2 separate regions of the Hordeum vulgare genome follow, and region 2 is linked to region 1. Evidence: chromatin contacts called from public Hi-C data. All regions are on one chromosome and are shown on one strand. The core of a region is the stretch at or near the end of the contact, and the rest is flanking DNA. Distances in the headings are between cores, read along the strand shown. Region 1 has its middle 38 kb from the start of LOC123410590. Region 2 has its middle 11 kb from the start of LOC123409780.

Region 1 (6,638 bases), core at 2,834-5,333:
AGTGGCACGATCGTGCCTCTCAGGAAAGCAAAACCATGCCTCTTACGGAAGCAAAAAACATGTCTCCCATAAATAGAACAGAAAACCAGTTCTTCTTTTCGTTTTCGAGTGGCATGGTCGTGCCTCTCACGGAAGGAAAACTATGCCTTTCGAAAAAACAAAAAACGCGTTTTTCCCGTTTTCAAGAGGCACGGTTGTGCCTCTCGCGGAAACAAAACATTGCCTCTTGCAGAAAAAATAGAAAGTGTGTTGTTTCACACAAATTTTATTTTTAATTTTTTTCGTTCAATAGCTAAGAAAGTCCAGTGAAAACCGAAATACCAAAAAACCTGGAAAAAACAATCTAAAAAGCCGAAAACGCTCAATGTGTGACACGTGGTGATGGCTGAAAACGCAGCAAGTGGCGGCGCGTGGAAATGATCGTTGGAAGGCTCCCGAAGGAGTGCTCCCCAACTAGTTGCTCTCGAAACTCCCTCGGTACACTTGCCGCTAACTGCTTCCGTCCGCTTCTTGTGTGCCAATGGGTAGGCCGACCACCTGGTTGCATGTGGGTTGGCCCACTAATCTACGGGCACGGCTATATCTCACTCGACACGACTAATTTGTGGGTTGGTCGGGTGGTTCGTGTTTTTATACTTTCCGAAACATACATGTATATGAACAATGTATGAAGAACATATATTTTTTTGAATGTATATATATAATGTGTATAAAGAACATGTTTCTCATGTATATGAACAATGTATAAATCAAATACAATGTGTGTGAAAATAATTAACCATGTATTGAAAAATAATTAATGAATCATTCAAAAAAATATTTGAAGAATGTCAATAAAGTATTTGAAAAATGTCAAATGTGTATAGAAAGAATGTTGACCATCTATTAAAAATAATTATCTTGTATTTGAGAAAATATTAATGAAGTATTTTAAAAATGTGAAAAATATTTGGAAGAAATATTGACAATGTATTCAAAAATTATTCTTGCATCCGAAAAATGTGCAAAGGAAAAATATTGACTGTGTACTAAAAACATCAACATTGTATTGGAAAAATATTAAGTATTAGAAAATGTATGGCATAAAAAATGTATAATGTGTATGGAAAAAGGAAGACACAAACAAATATAAATTTAAACAAAAATTCCATACCCAAAATGTTAAATGTGTATATAACAAATGTGTCTGATGTATAAAAAAATGTCGAATGTGTATTAAAAACCGAGTAAGCCCAAAAAAACAGGGAAAATAAGCAAGAAAAGACAATGATAACCGAGAAAGGAGGAAAAAACTGAAAAAAAGAAATATAGAAAAGTAAAGAATTAAAAGAAACAAAGAAAAATAAAGAAATGAAAACCTGTGCAAAAGAATGGAAAACTGTGACATTGAGAAATAAACAAAGAAAAAATGGAAGAAAATCAAGAAAGAAACAATGAAAACCTGAGAAAAAAACTAAGAAAGACAATAAAAACCATTGAAGACAAAAAAAATCCAGTGAAACAGTAAAGAAAGGAAGAAATTGGATGAAAAAAACAAAAACAAAAACGAAAAAATAAGAAAGAAGCAAATATAATTAAGGAAATGAGATAAAACTAAATTAAACAAAAGAAAGACGTAGAAATAAAGTGAACGAGAAAGCGATGCATGCGAGCAGACTAATAGATAAAGGGTCGGTCTGTTACTATAGCAATCTATGAAAAGTTTACTTGAGTGGAGCTGACATCTTGCAGTAAGTGAGATATAGCTCCTGCATTAATCTGCCGCTCCTTGTGGGAGATAGGAGGTCCTGACATGAAAAATGATTTTGAAGGCCGACCTCCATGAAGGCGTCCATTTGCATTTTTTTAATTCATCAAAATTTATATTTCCACTATTTTGATAATTTTAAAAAATAGTTATATTTATGAAGGCATAATGCATATGTGTGTAAAGAACGAAATATGTTGAAATGATGGTTGTGCAAAAAAGAAATATGGGGCTTTTTAGCACATCATACTATTCCTTCTCAAAGTTCATGAATTCTGTTTTTTGTACAGGTCACATTTCAGTGTGTTTCGTCCTGATTTTCTACACATGTATACATTTCATCTTTGTATATTTGATTTCTTGAGGGCTTCATGGAGCCTGTTCACCAAAACGACTAACTCCTCTCTGCAGGTCAACCCATGTAACCAAGTGACAAGAAATCCTATACAGGGTTGAGCGTTATAGGGTTAACAGTACACACACCCTTGTCCGCGCGGGCCGGATCACATTCCTTTTTTCTGTTTTAAAGACACAAAATACTGCACGTGTGCGGTTATGTTCAATGTTCGCTGCCATAACAAACCAGCCACCTGCACTTACGTGTTTACTTATAGCTTTTTCCTCCTTTTCCTTTTCCTTTTTATTTTTTTTTCTTTTTTGCTGCAAAGGTTTCGTTCGTGTTTCTTTATTTTCTTTTTCGGCTATACTGTTTTCAAATACATTAATTTATTTTCAAATTCGTAAACTTTTTTCAAAATTGATGAGCGTTTTAAAATTCAATATACCTTTTTCAAATTCGATGAAGTTTTTCAATTTCAGTAAAGCTTCTTCAAAATCAATGAAATTTTTCTCAAAATTGATGAAGTTTCTTCAGGATGGATAAACGTTTTTGATTTTATGGATTTGTTTTCAAATTAAATGAATTTTATTGAAAATTGATGATTGTTTTTAAAAAACTGGTGAATTTTTTTAAATTTGATGAACTTTAAAAAAAATCAATGAACCATTTTTTCAAGTTCGTGATTTTTTCCAAAATCCTCAAGAACATTTTAAAATTCATGAACTTTTTTCAGGTTTTTTGTTTTTTAAGGAATCAATGGTTGACTGGTTAACATTCGTCCAGCCAACCAGGTGGAGCGAGCAAGCGATTTTTGCGTCCCGTTTGAATCGATCAAGTTGAGTTGGGCTGGCAGGCCAGAGCCACCCTTCGAGCGCCAGAACTCTAAACCGTCGCTGAGAGCGCCGGTTAGGAGGTGTCCCAAGTGTCGTCCACTCGGATGGGCCTAGCCAAGATCACACTTAGGAGGTGTTTGGTTGATCAAGAGGTAACGCAAACGCAAAGGGAAAGAGGTGCCGCCGGAATCAGAGATGTAACAGCACAATCACTGTTTTGTTTGGCCCCTACCCGGATCGTTTTCAGTTTACTTGACAGCGTTTGGCTTGGCACTATAACTTGAAATCTATGTACAGAACATGTTCTTCACCAACACTGCAACGATTTGGAGAGGATCGTGGAGTCGTCCAGGCTAAGGGATGGTCCTCTTGTCGTCCTTGCGTCCATCCTTGTCAGCGTCGACGAGGCTACTCATCGAGATCCAGGTCGTGGAACGAGCCGTGGCGGCCCGCATGGCGAGAGATGGTGGCGCTGGCCGGTGGCACGGACGAGACGGAGGGGATCGTTAGCAGGCGTAGTGATTGTAAGGAGGCAGAGGAACGGCGGGGCGGACTGACGGCCGGCTATGGACGAGGAGGCGGAGGGGTCGTGGGGAGCAAGTGAAGGGGATCCGACTGGTAAGGCAATATGATGTCGGTGGGGGACGAGCGGTATCAAGGATAAACATGATGGGACTCGTTTACGATGGTAGTCGATTACGATGCAGCGTTACCAAACGCACGCAGTGTTTTGGGATTACGCTGTAATCGGGTGACGGACTAAAATCATCCAACCGAACACCTCCTTAGAGGCAGGTCGACATGCTGGCGAAGAAGGCACCGGTTAGAGCTGCATGAACCCCTAAAAATAAGCTACTTCCTCTTCTTTTAATATATTTTTATTATAATCTGCATATAAAATAAAATAAGTAAATTTATATTTAAAATATGCCTACAATCATCCGTATGTAGTCTTTAATGCAATTTGTATAAAAAATTATATTTAAAAATGAAGGGAGTAAAAAAGGAAATGAAATCCCTTCATGCCGCACAATGATGGAGGCCCCCGGCCTCAGATGTTTTCTGGTCGAGTTAATGAGCTCGTGGATCACTTCCACCGTCGCTGGTCAGCACGGTGCGTTGCCCAAGGAGGAGTGAGGCTTCCCCGGCCTGTCTTTCCATCGCCAGCGACGCGAGCACTGTTCTGGGCCTCACGATCTTTGCCCGCGTCGCCTGAGACCGGTCTGACGCGCGGCGCGTTAAAAATGTGTTTACAGCGTGTTGATTGTTTGTTTTGCCGCGGCGAAAAGCGTTAGTTTCAGCGTAACTTCAACAGACGCGCTAAAATGCAGCGCGCGCTCTCGCACAAACAACATATACGTTTCAAACACAAGCAGAATGATCAAACACAAACAAAATAAATAAAAAAATAGTTCAATTTCGTTATTACAACTCAAACAGATAGTTTATCTTTTAATAGAACAAACAGTTCAACAATACAACAAATAGTTCAATAATACAACATCAAACGCACAAATCATGATGCTCTTTGTCGGCTATTTCATACCCATCACTCCTCAATGAGATCTTTCTGAAGATCATCATATGTTTCGACACATCAAATGGCATGATAGAAGGCAACAAAACGGATCACCCTTTCAGCCCTCCGCCGCACTCGCACGGGATGTCCCAAGAGCTCATAGTGAAAGTAGTCTAAATTTTGGCCATGCTCATTCTCGATGATCATGTTGTGCATGATCACACAAGCGTGCATGATGTACCAAAGCATCTTTTGATCCAAAAATCTAGTCGGTCCTCTCGCAATAGCAAATTGGCTTGCAAAATCTCTAAAGCTCTCTCCACATCTTTTCTAGCCGCGGCCTGAGCATTGTGGAAATCAAGATTTTTCTTACCTTTTGGTTTTTTCAACGGCTTCACAAATGTTTGCCACATTGGGTAGATGTCATCCGCAAGATAGTAGACATAGTTATATGTACGACCATTTGCTACAAACTGCACCGGTGACGGTTCACCATTTGCAATCTTATTCATCAGTGGTGACCGGTTGACAACGTTGATGTCATTCAAAGATCCAGGCATTCCAAAAAGGCATGCCAAATACAAGTCTCTTGATCGGCCATCGCTTCAAGGATTATAGTGGAACCCTTTTTTTGTTGTGAAATTGCCCATGCCATGCCTTACGACAATTCTTCCGACTCCAATGCATGCAATATATTGAGCCAATCATAGTTGGGAAGCCGCGAGCTTTGTTCATCTCCAATAGCCTTGCGGCGTCTTCAACATTGGGAGATCTCAAATACTCTTGCCAAACACTTGCACAATTTCAACTGCAAAGCGCTTGACACGCATGATGGCTTGACTCTCAGCCATGGCCAAGTGATCATCAACTAAACCAGCGGGGATACCGTATGCCAACATTCGCAAAGCGGCTGTCACCTTCTGAAAGGTGCTACGCCCGAGCTCTCCGACGGCATTCCTCCTTTGCTGAAAAAATTGGTCATGACTCGCTAGTTTCTCTGCAATGCGTGTGAACAACTCGGTGCTCATCCTAAACCGGCGCCGGAAGTACGACTCGGGGTACAGGGGATTATCCGCAAAATAGTGCTTGATCAATCTGTTGTGGTCATCGATCCTATCCCTCCAAATTTTCTACCGACCCATAACCGAACCACCGTGCTTCGGTTTTTACTGATGTGCATAGCTAGGATCATTGCAAGAGCCTCCTCCTCTTCCATATCAAATTCTTCTTCGGAAGAATCATATGACGAACTCATCTACAATGTTCAATTTAAACTAGGCTATAAAAACTACAAACAACATGCACCAAATTCATGTAAAAAATGTGAAGTTTCGTCGAACACCTTGCGGGCGCCGGGCGGTCAGACGCTGGTCGTCGAAGGACTGCCGCGTGCGAGGGGCGGCGATGACTAGAGGAAGACGGAGGAAGCAGCGGCGGCGCGGGGATAGGCCGGGGAAGCGCCGGAACGGTCGCCGAAAGAAATGGAGTGACGCAGACGGCGACGGCGCCAGCACGTGTATGAGGTAGGTGGAGCTGCGAGCGAACGCTCGAGTGTCGAGCCCACGAAACGGGCGTAGCAAATAAATGACGCACGATGACGTTTCGACCCCCGCGCTAAACTAGTTATGCCCCGCGTGCGGTTTTTACGCCTTCACTAAAACGCCCAAAGTGGTAACGCGCGCAAAAAACATTAATTTTACAGCGCGGCGTTTATATAGCACGTCAATTTTACAGCGCGGCGTTTATATAGCACGTCTGTTAAAGTTGGTCCGACTGCCGGTACGACGCACAATCTGTCGTTCAATAAAGTTCGTGGCCAACCTAAATATAAGACACATGGCTTTTGAGTTTAAAGCAGTTTTAAGATTAAGACATGAAGCATTTTCAGCATTGTCTGCAGGTGCAGCTTGCAGACAGATATACAAAGCCACTTGTTGCTGAGATGCTCCCTCTTTCATCTGATGCTCAAAGCTGCGGGCACGTCCATGATTTTGCCTCCGCTGCTAATCGGTCTAGTAATACCACCAAATGGTGCTCCTGGCCGAATGGGGTTTATGGTTTACCAGGCCTATCATGTCAACTAATGTACTACAAGTACTCATGATGACCATTTCTGTATAATCCAAATGAGCTTGGCTGCGGCACAGCCTTTGCGCGTTCGACAGACAGACGAGACGGCAGCGACAGGCGGCGGAGACG
Region 2 (6,638 bases), core at 2,042-4,541, 320 kb after region 1:
AAAGTTATCATAGTTCAAATAGGCCTCGTGCACTTGAGTTGTCACTGTCGAGCGCACCACTTCCACCGTCTACACCATTGATGTCGCGACCGTCACGGACATACGTCTTACCCAAGATGTCCCCACGAGTACACTCCCAATATTCTCTCACCTACTGGTATATTTTATTAGGATCCACTTACATGACATCATAGTCCTCATACACCCCCTTGTTCCTTCGCTTCTCGAACGCCATTTATAGTTTTTTCTCCTCAGTCTCAAGCATTTTACTTTTCTCCTCAACCTTTGATTCAAACATTTTCTCGTCAATCTTAAGCATTTCTACCTATTGCCAGCACCTTCTATCCATGGCCCCCGCATTTGCCTTCCAATTATCTTCCTCCATGTCCTTCATCTCACATAAACAAGACGTCTTCTCCTCCTTCCGTTTTGTCGTCAAATCCCTTTTCACCTTCACCATTGCAATCAACTCTTCTTTGTAAGCTCCAACACCACTGTTTTATTGGCGTGCTTTACATGTTTTCCTTCATTTGGATGCACATGAGGAGTGGAAGGGTTCACCAAGTCTTCTTCATCAACATTGTTCAGCCTCTGAATCTTTTGTTTGGTTTTAAAGTTTCTTCTTATCGACTTATCATGTCTATTAAGCGCAGCGTAGGAGTGATGCAAAGTAAATGCTTTGGACCCATTTCTCTCATTCCTTTGTTTGTAAAGAGTTTGCATAGCATTCTCACCTCGCCTCTTTTGTGTGGTTTCAAAGCTATTTCTTATCCACTTCCCGCATCCATCAAACTTGGTGTAGGAATGATGAACAGTAAACGGTTTAGAGCCGTTTCTCCCGTTCCTTTGTTTGTAAAGAGTTTCCATAGAATTATCATACTCATTGATGGGCACTCCACTTAGCGGTAGTAAGTTAACTTTCTGAACACATTCTGGTCTACTAACTACATTGATATTGTATAAAAGTCCAACGATGATTGAGAGACCCGATTGTGCGGTTGCAGAGAGCATTCACATTCTTGTTGTAATACTCCTCGATCCTTGGTCAACATTGTTCATGGCATCGAGAGAGGTGACCCAAGCTTGACACAAAGCTTTTTCTTCATTGGTCTTGTACTTACGTTGCCTACTTTTATTCTTGATTACTTGACAGTTCCCGACCTCCTCGATCATATTGACCTCGTACATCACATCGGGTTCTCTTGTTGGGTATATTGCATTGATATCACAACCTCCTCGAGCCAAAGTGTGTGGCTTGAACTCGATCCACGCATGAAAGCAGCGACATCATCATTCAATTGCTCGCTAGAAAGTAAAGGATGAACCTAGAAATCCATTTGAAATCATGCATCACTTTTCCAAGCAATTGCCAAAATAAAATGAAAATAAGAAGAAAAAATACATTGTGGGTATTTCCTTGAGAATGTCACCGACACTCTTGTACCATCTGAATTAACCACCTCCTCCACTGTTGGAGGTGAAGCGGGTGGTGGAGCAACAACATGAGACCCAGTAGTATTCGCTGACACCATGACACGTGATACGTCTGCAACGTATCAATAATTTATGAAGTATTCATGCCATGTTTTTCTAAGTACTACATGGTTTTGGTGCACTTTTATATAATTTTTATGGACTAACCTATTAACTTAGTGTCCACTGCGAGCTCTTGTATTTGGCTATTTTTTGTTTCGTAGAAAACCCATACCAAACAAAGTCCAAATACCATGAAAATTTACGGTGATTCTTTTTGAAACATAAGAGACCCCGAAGCTATGAGGAAGGACTAGAAGACCGACGTGGGAGTCAAGAGCTCACCCCCGTGCGCCCTTGTAGGTAGGGAGTGCCACGCGAGCTCGTGGGTCCCATGAAACTCCGATTGGCATGAAACCAACGCTGAAAATTCTTATAAATCGGAAAACCCCTAGAAATAGACCTAGAACTTTTGCTCCGCCACCGCAAGCCTCTGTTCCGAATCGATCTCATCCATAGCCATTTTTTGGCACCCTTCCGGAGGAGAAAATCATCATTGGAGGCCATTTTCATCGTTCTGGTGGTCTCCATGGTGAGGAGGGAGTAATTCATCCTCGGGGTTGAGAATATGTACCAATAACTATGTGTTTGATCTCTCTCTCTCCCTCACTTCCTCCCTCACTCCCTCTCCCTCTCTCTCTCTATCTCTCTATCCCTCCATCGCTCTCCCCCTCTCTCCCTCCCCCTCTCCCTCTCTCTCTCCCTCTCCCTCCCTCCCTCTCTCCCTCTCTCTCTCTCCCTCCCTCCCTCCCTCTCTCCCTCTCTCTCTCTCCTGGTCACAACAATAGTTTTAGTATTGTAATCGTGTGAATGGAAAATTCTACTGGTCGCAAGCAGGACGAGAAATCCACTAGAATGTACTACAGATGTATACTTCCTTTATACGTAAATAATTGTTGTTGAGCAGAACTAGACTAGTTTTTTTCAATAATAATTATTTAGGTACAGAATGAATAGTATTTAACTTCAAATAGCAAACCTCGACATGAGCTTGAAGGCAACCAAAAGTTCAGGTGAGGGCACCCGTGGATGGATAACGTAAGCTTTTGCTTAGTTTAGTGTCGTGTGTGGCCCAGAAAGGCTGAAAGGCACTCGATTAAAACAGGAGAAAGGCCTGCTCTCCTCAGCTTCCATAAACGGGCGCTGGTGGGTCGACGCCGTCACCGGCTAACCTCCTCCAGAAATGGGTGTTGCAAGTGCATGTTCCCTTTCCATCTTCTGCTCTGATCATCGGTGCGGTTGGTTGGGCGTGCGTGTGACTATGCTCCAACTCTTTGCCAGCACCATCGGTGGCCTTATCGCTTCTCCCCCGTTCTTCTTTTCAGCTCCTACATTTAAATTTTGTACCCAAAACGCATGTCCTTCTGTCTGTGTTTCCTATACCACTCCCTCCGTTTAAAAATAGTTGAAGTTGTAGGACTCATCAAGTTTTATTTACTTGAAGAAACAAATCATAGAACTTCAATTATTTTGAAGTGAAGGTAGTAGCATTTTGCAATTCCTCCAGTCATCGACGACAGAGCCTGCATCAGCATGCCCTACTGTTAAGTGATAAACTTGGCCTTTACAACAAGACCGATCAATCCCCTTCCTTAATCGCCAGCGACGAGGACCACGGCCGATACAGTACACGCACTTCTTCCTTGGAAACGAAAACAACGACGTCCAGCGCCCGTGCGGGTTCAGAGGTACGTAGGAACGAAGCGCGGCCACGGACTCTTCCGTAAGAGGAAACCAAAGCCGCCAAAGGGTCGGCGTCAGCAATCAACAGTCGATCTGGTTAGTTGGGTGCTGGCGCACATTGGAGCGTCAGAATCCGTTGAGCTAGCCCTGGTTGGCGATTTGTGCTTACCATCCTACGCGCTGGTGTGGCCACATGATCTGCACCTGTAGCCGACATGGGAAGAGGTTGCAGAGGAAGAGTAGAAGATGATCCGATGCGATGCGAGCACGAGCACAGCTTGCCGACCGCTGGGAGAAGCTCTCCACTGCCAACCCTGCGCCTGACATCAATGACACTGTCAACATGTCCATTTCTGACAACCAGTCCTACTTACACCTTTACACCCGCAACCAAATCAATTCCCGTCCTTGGTTCAACCTGAAGCGACAAGGACCGCCACGGCTGATAAAGCCTAAGCACGAGCTTTCTTCCTTCCAAACAACGATGCCCAACGCATGAATTCAGAAAGTAGAGCAGGAAAAGAGGCTCACCATAAATATGACGGGAAAGGTCGGTGTGAGCAATGAGGAGCAGTTCATTCAGTAAGTAGAGTCAGGTTAGTTGGAAGTTGGGACGCCATCACACGTGTTCACTCAAGCATGGGAATTTCGTTAGCTCGGCGTCTGCGTAAAATACACCAGCACCACTACAAGCAAAATGAGTCATTAATCCGTTACAGAGTTTTCTAACATAATATAGACACGAGCGTTCATATACACGCGCATACACTTATTTCTATGAACAAGCATACACTTATCCCTATGAACGAACACACGCAAATTCTATCCCTATGAACACCTTCGATAGACTGAACTGGCATATCATCTTGAGATTTACGAAGCCATCGTAGACGCCTCGTCGTCGACGGGATCGTCTCCTCCCACTGAAAGCATATCGTCAGAAATTCTGAAATAAATCCAAAAATAATGCATGCCTAGGAGTTGAACCCTCGTGGGTTGGGGATATCACTATCTATACTTCTATACTACTATAAAACAATCGAACAAGAATTACACTGCAAGACACCCCATCAAACGCCCCACAAAAAACAACAACCAATCAGCACCTCACGATTAATCCCACAGATCTTAATCTAACAGCCGTCATTAATTCACCGTCTGCTGGGTGGACTTAGCAATTACAATTGGCTGAACATACTCCACCAACCAAACTGGAACTGCTCCCGCGTCCTCCTCCCCCTCGCCATCGCCTCCGCGTCCAACTCCCCCTCCCCGTCCGCCTCCTCCTCCCCCTCCCCGTCCGCCTCCTCCTCCCCCTCCCCGTCCGCCTCCCCCTCATCCCGATCTGGAACTGCTCCCGCAAGCCCTCCCCCCGCTCACCCCGATCGCCCGCCGCTCCTACTCGCCCCCGCGCGCCGCTCCCGCTCGCCCAGCTGCCGCGACCCCTCCCCCCGCTCACCCCGATCGCCCGCCGCTCCTACTCGCCCCCGCGCGCCGCTCCCGCTCGCCCAGCTGCCGCGACCCCTCCCCCCGCTCCCCGCCCCCGAGCCGCCCTCCTCTCCCGACCCGCCGCCGCGACCCTCCTCTCCCGTCGCCGAGTACCGCCACCGTTGGCCCCGCGCCACCGCCGCCCTCCTCTCCCGCCCTGCCATCGCCGCCCTCCGCTTCCGCTCGCCCCGCACCGCTCCCCACGCCCTGCCGCGCCCTGCTGCGCTCGCCCCGCGCCGCACCCCGCTCTCCCCGCCCCGCGCCGCGCCCCGCTTCGCCGCCGCCCCCCGTGCCGCGCCACCGCTGCCCTCCTCTCAGCGCCGATCCCGCTTGCCCCGCGTCGCACCCTGCTCTCCCCGCGCCGCGCCCCGCTTGGCCGCCGCCGCCCCCGTGCCGCTCCCCGCTCGCCCTGCTCGGCCATCCAGGTACCTTTGTTTCTTGCCTTTCTTAAACTTTTTTATTTAATTAGCAGTGTTCTTAATATCTTGTATCATATACTTGCTCCTAATTATCAAGATTGTTATTCTGCTTGTACATGATGAGCCATTCTTCTGAGAAACTACTCGTGTAAGCATATGCCTTTGTACAAGTTTTGTTGTTGATTTCTATGTACAAGTTTTGTTGTTTGGGCCGATCTATGCGCCACTGAAGTTTGGCACTAAATTTGGGGTTGTGCTGTCGGATCATGGCAGGGATGGTCCTTTGTTCTTCATGAATCGGTCTGCCGGTAAAGGTGATCATGAGGAGAGCTTCTGCAGTGAAGTCGATGAAAATGAGATGGTCAATTAGGGGAGGAAGCCTGCGTGGGTAGATGACGAGGAGGAGCAGACTGTGGTGGACATCTTAAAGGTTGCAAGATTGAGGAAGTTGAGAAAGGAGGCTGATGAGCGTGTGATCTCGGGCAGAGAGTGTGAAGCTAGGTTGCACGGTCACCATGCCAAGTTGAACCCCTTCACTGGCTGGGAAGATATGGACCGTAAAGCTCCTCTCCCTGGGGTGTACGATGATGAATCCGGTGAGGATAGCGGAGTCGACAATATTCTTCGATGTGCTTGTTGTCAAGGGTACTGCTAAGCTTCTGCCTGGCATATTGGACTTCTCAAGGCTTGTTGATGCTTGATGGTAATGCGCAAGAGCCATCCAGTGGCCCTATCAATTTCGTGCAGTTTCACAGGAATGGACTGCTGATGCTTGATGCAGGCCTGGATAAACGTCTAAGATTTTTCCAGATGGACGGTAAGAGAAACCCCAAGATCCAGAGCATATTCGTTGAGGATTGTCCTGTTCACTGGGCATCATTTCTACCTGGTGGCTCTGAATTGTCCTGTTCACTGTTACTAGAATTGATCCAACATGGGCTACTCCGATGGGTCGAGCTCCTCCTCTACTGGGTTCAACCGGAAGGGCAAGGGGATGCTGCCCCCCAAGGTCATTCCTTCCCCTCCAAGCTCTGCAGGCAGCAACAGCTCCTCCACCCCTTCCCTCGACTACGCCACGACACTGAAAGCCGAGGCCTTCGGAGGCGGGGAGTCGAGCTCTGCGGTGGGCGGCAGCAAGGGGCAGGTGACATGGAGCGACCCTGTGGCGGCGGAGACGAGGGAGGTGCCCAACTCGGCGGGGTATCCATTCTACCCCAAGATGGTCTCCAGGCAGCGAATGGTGAAAGAACAGGGGCCCGTCGACAAGGAGAAGAGCCTATGGGCACAACAGGTGATGGCCTTTTGCAATACTAATTAGTAATAATATTGATGTTGTTAGCTTCTGGATATGTAACTGACAATCTCCCACCATTGCTGCATGTTACACTAAATGACCAGCGTCTATTACCCCTGATTTTCTGCTGCATGTCAACTTTGTTCTTCATAACTAATGTTCGGCCCAAAAGGCGAAAACTGCAGAGTGATATTGTTAAACTTTTAAATAGCATACATATT

Evidence for each region. Hi-C and Micro-C count contacts between places; a contact is called where the count stands out from the background.
Region 2: a Hi-C map of leaf shows a contact between it and region 1, with 6 times the contacts expected there. The contact joins two enhancer-like sites. A contact is called at or near these places in 1 of 6 Hi-C or Micro-C datasets (leaf) and 1 of 1 datasets of contacts at active chromatin or transcription factors (embryo).

What each region holds. Positions count from the first base shown.
Region 1 is chr7H:557,005,613-557,012,250 of MorexV3_pseudomolecules_assembly, forward strand. No RefSeq gene overlaps it. Among protein-coding and RNA genes, the nearest start is that of LOC123410590, 38 kb to the right of the region's middle. Within about 2 kb of position 4,084, at least 2 of the 3 cell types and tissues checked have open chromatin away from gene starts, as enhancers often do. A contact at or near this core is called in leaf, where this site is marked.
Region 2 is chr7H:557,326,175-557,332,812 of MorexV3_pseudomolecules_assembly, forward strand. No RefSeq gene overlaps it. Among protein-coding and RNA genes, the nearest start is that of LOC123409780, 11 kb to the right of the region's middle. Within about 2 kb of position 3,292, at least 2 of the 3 cell types and tissues checked have open chromatin away from gene starts, as enhancers often do. A contact at or near this core is called in leaf, where this site is marked.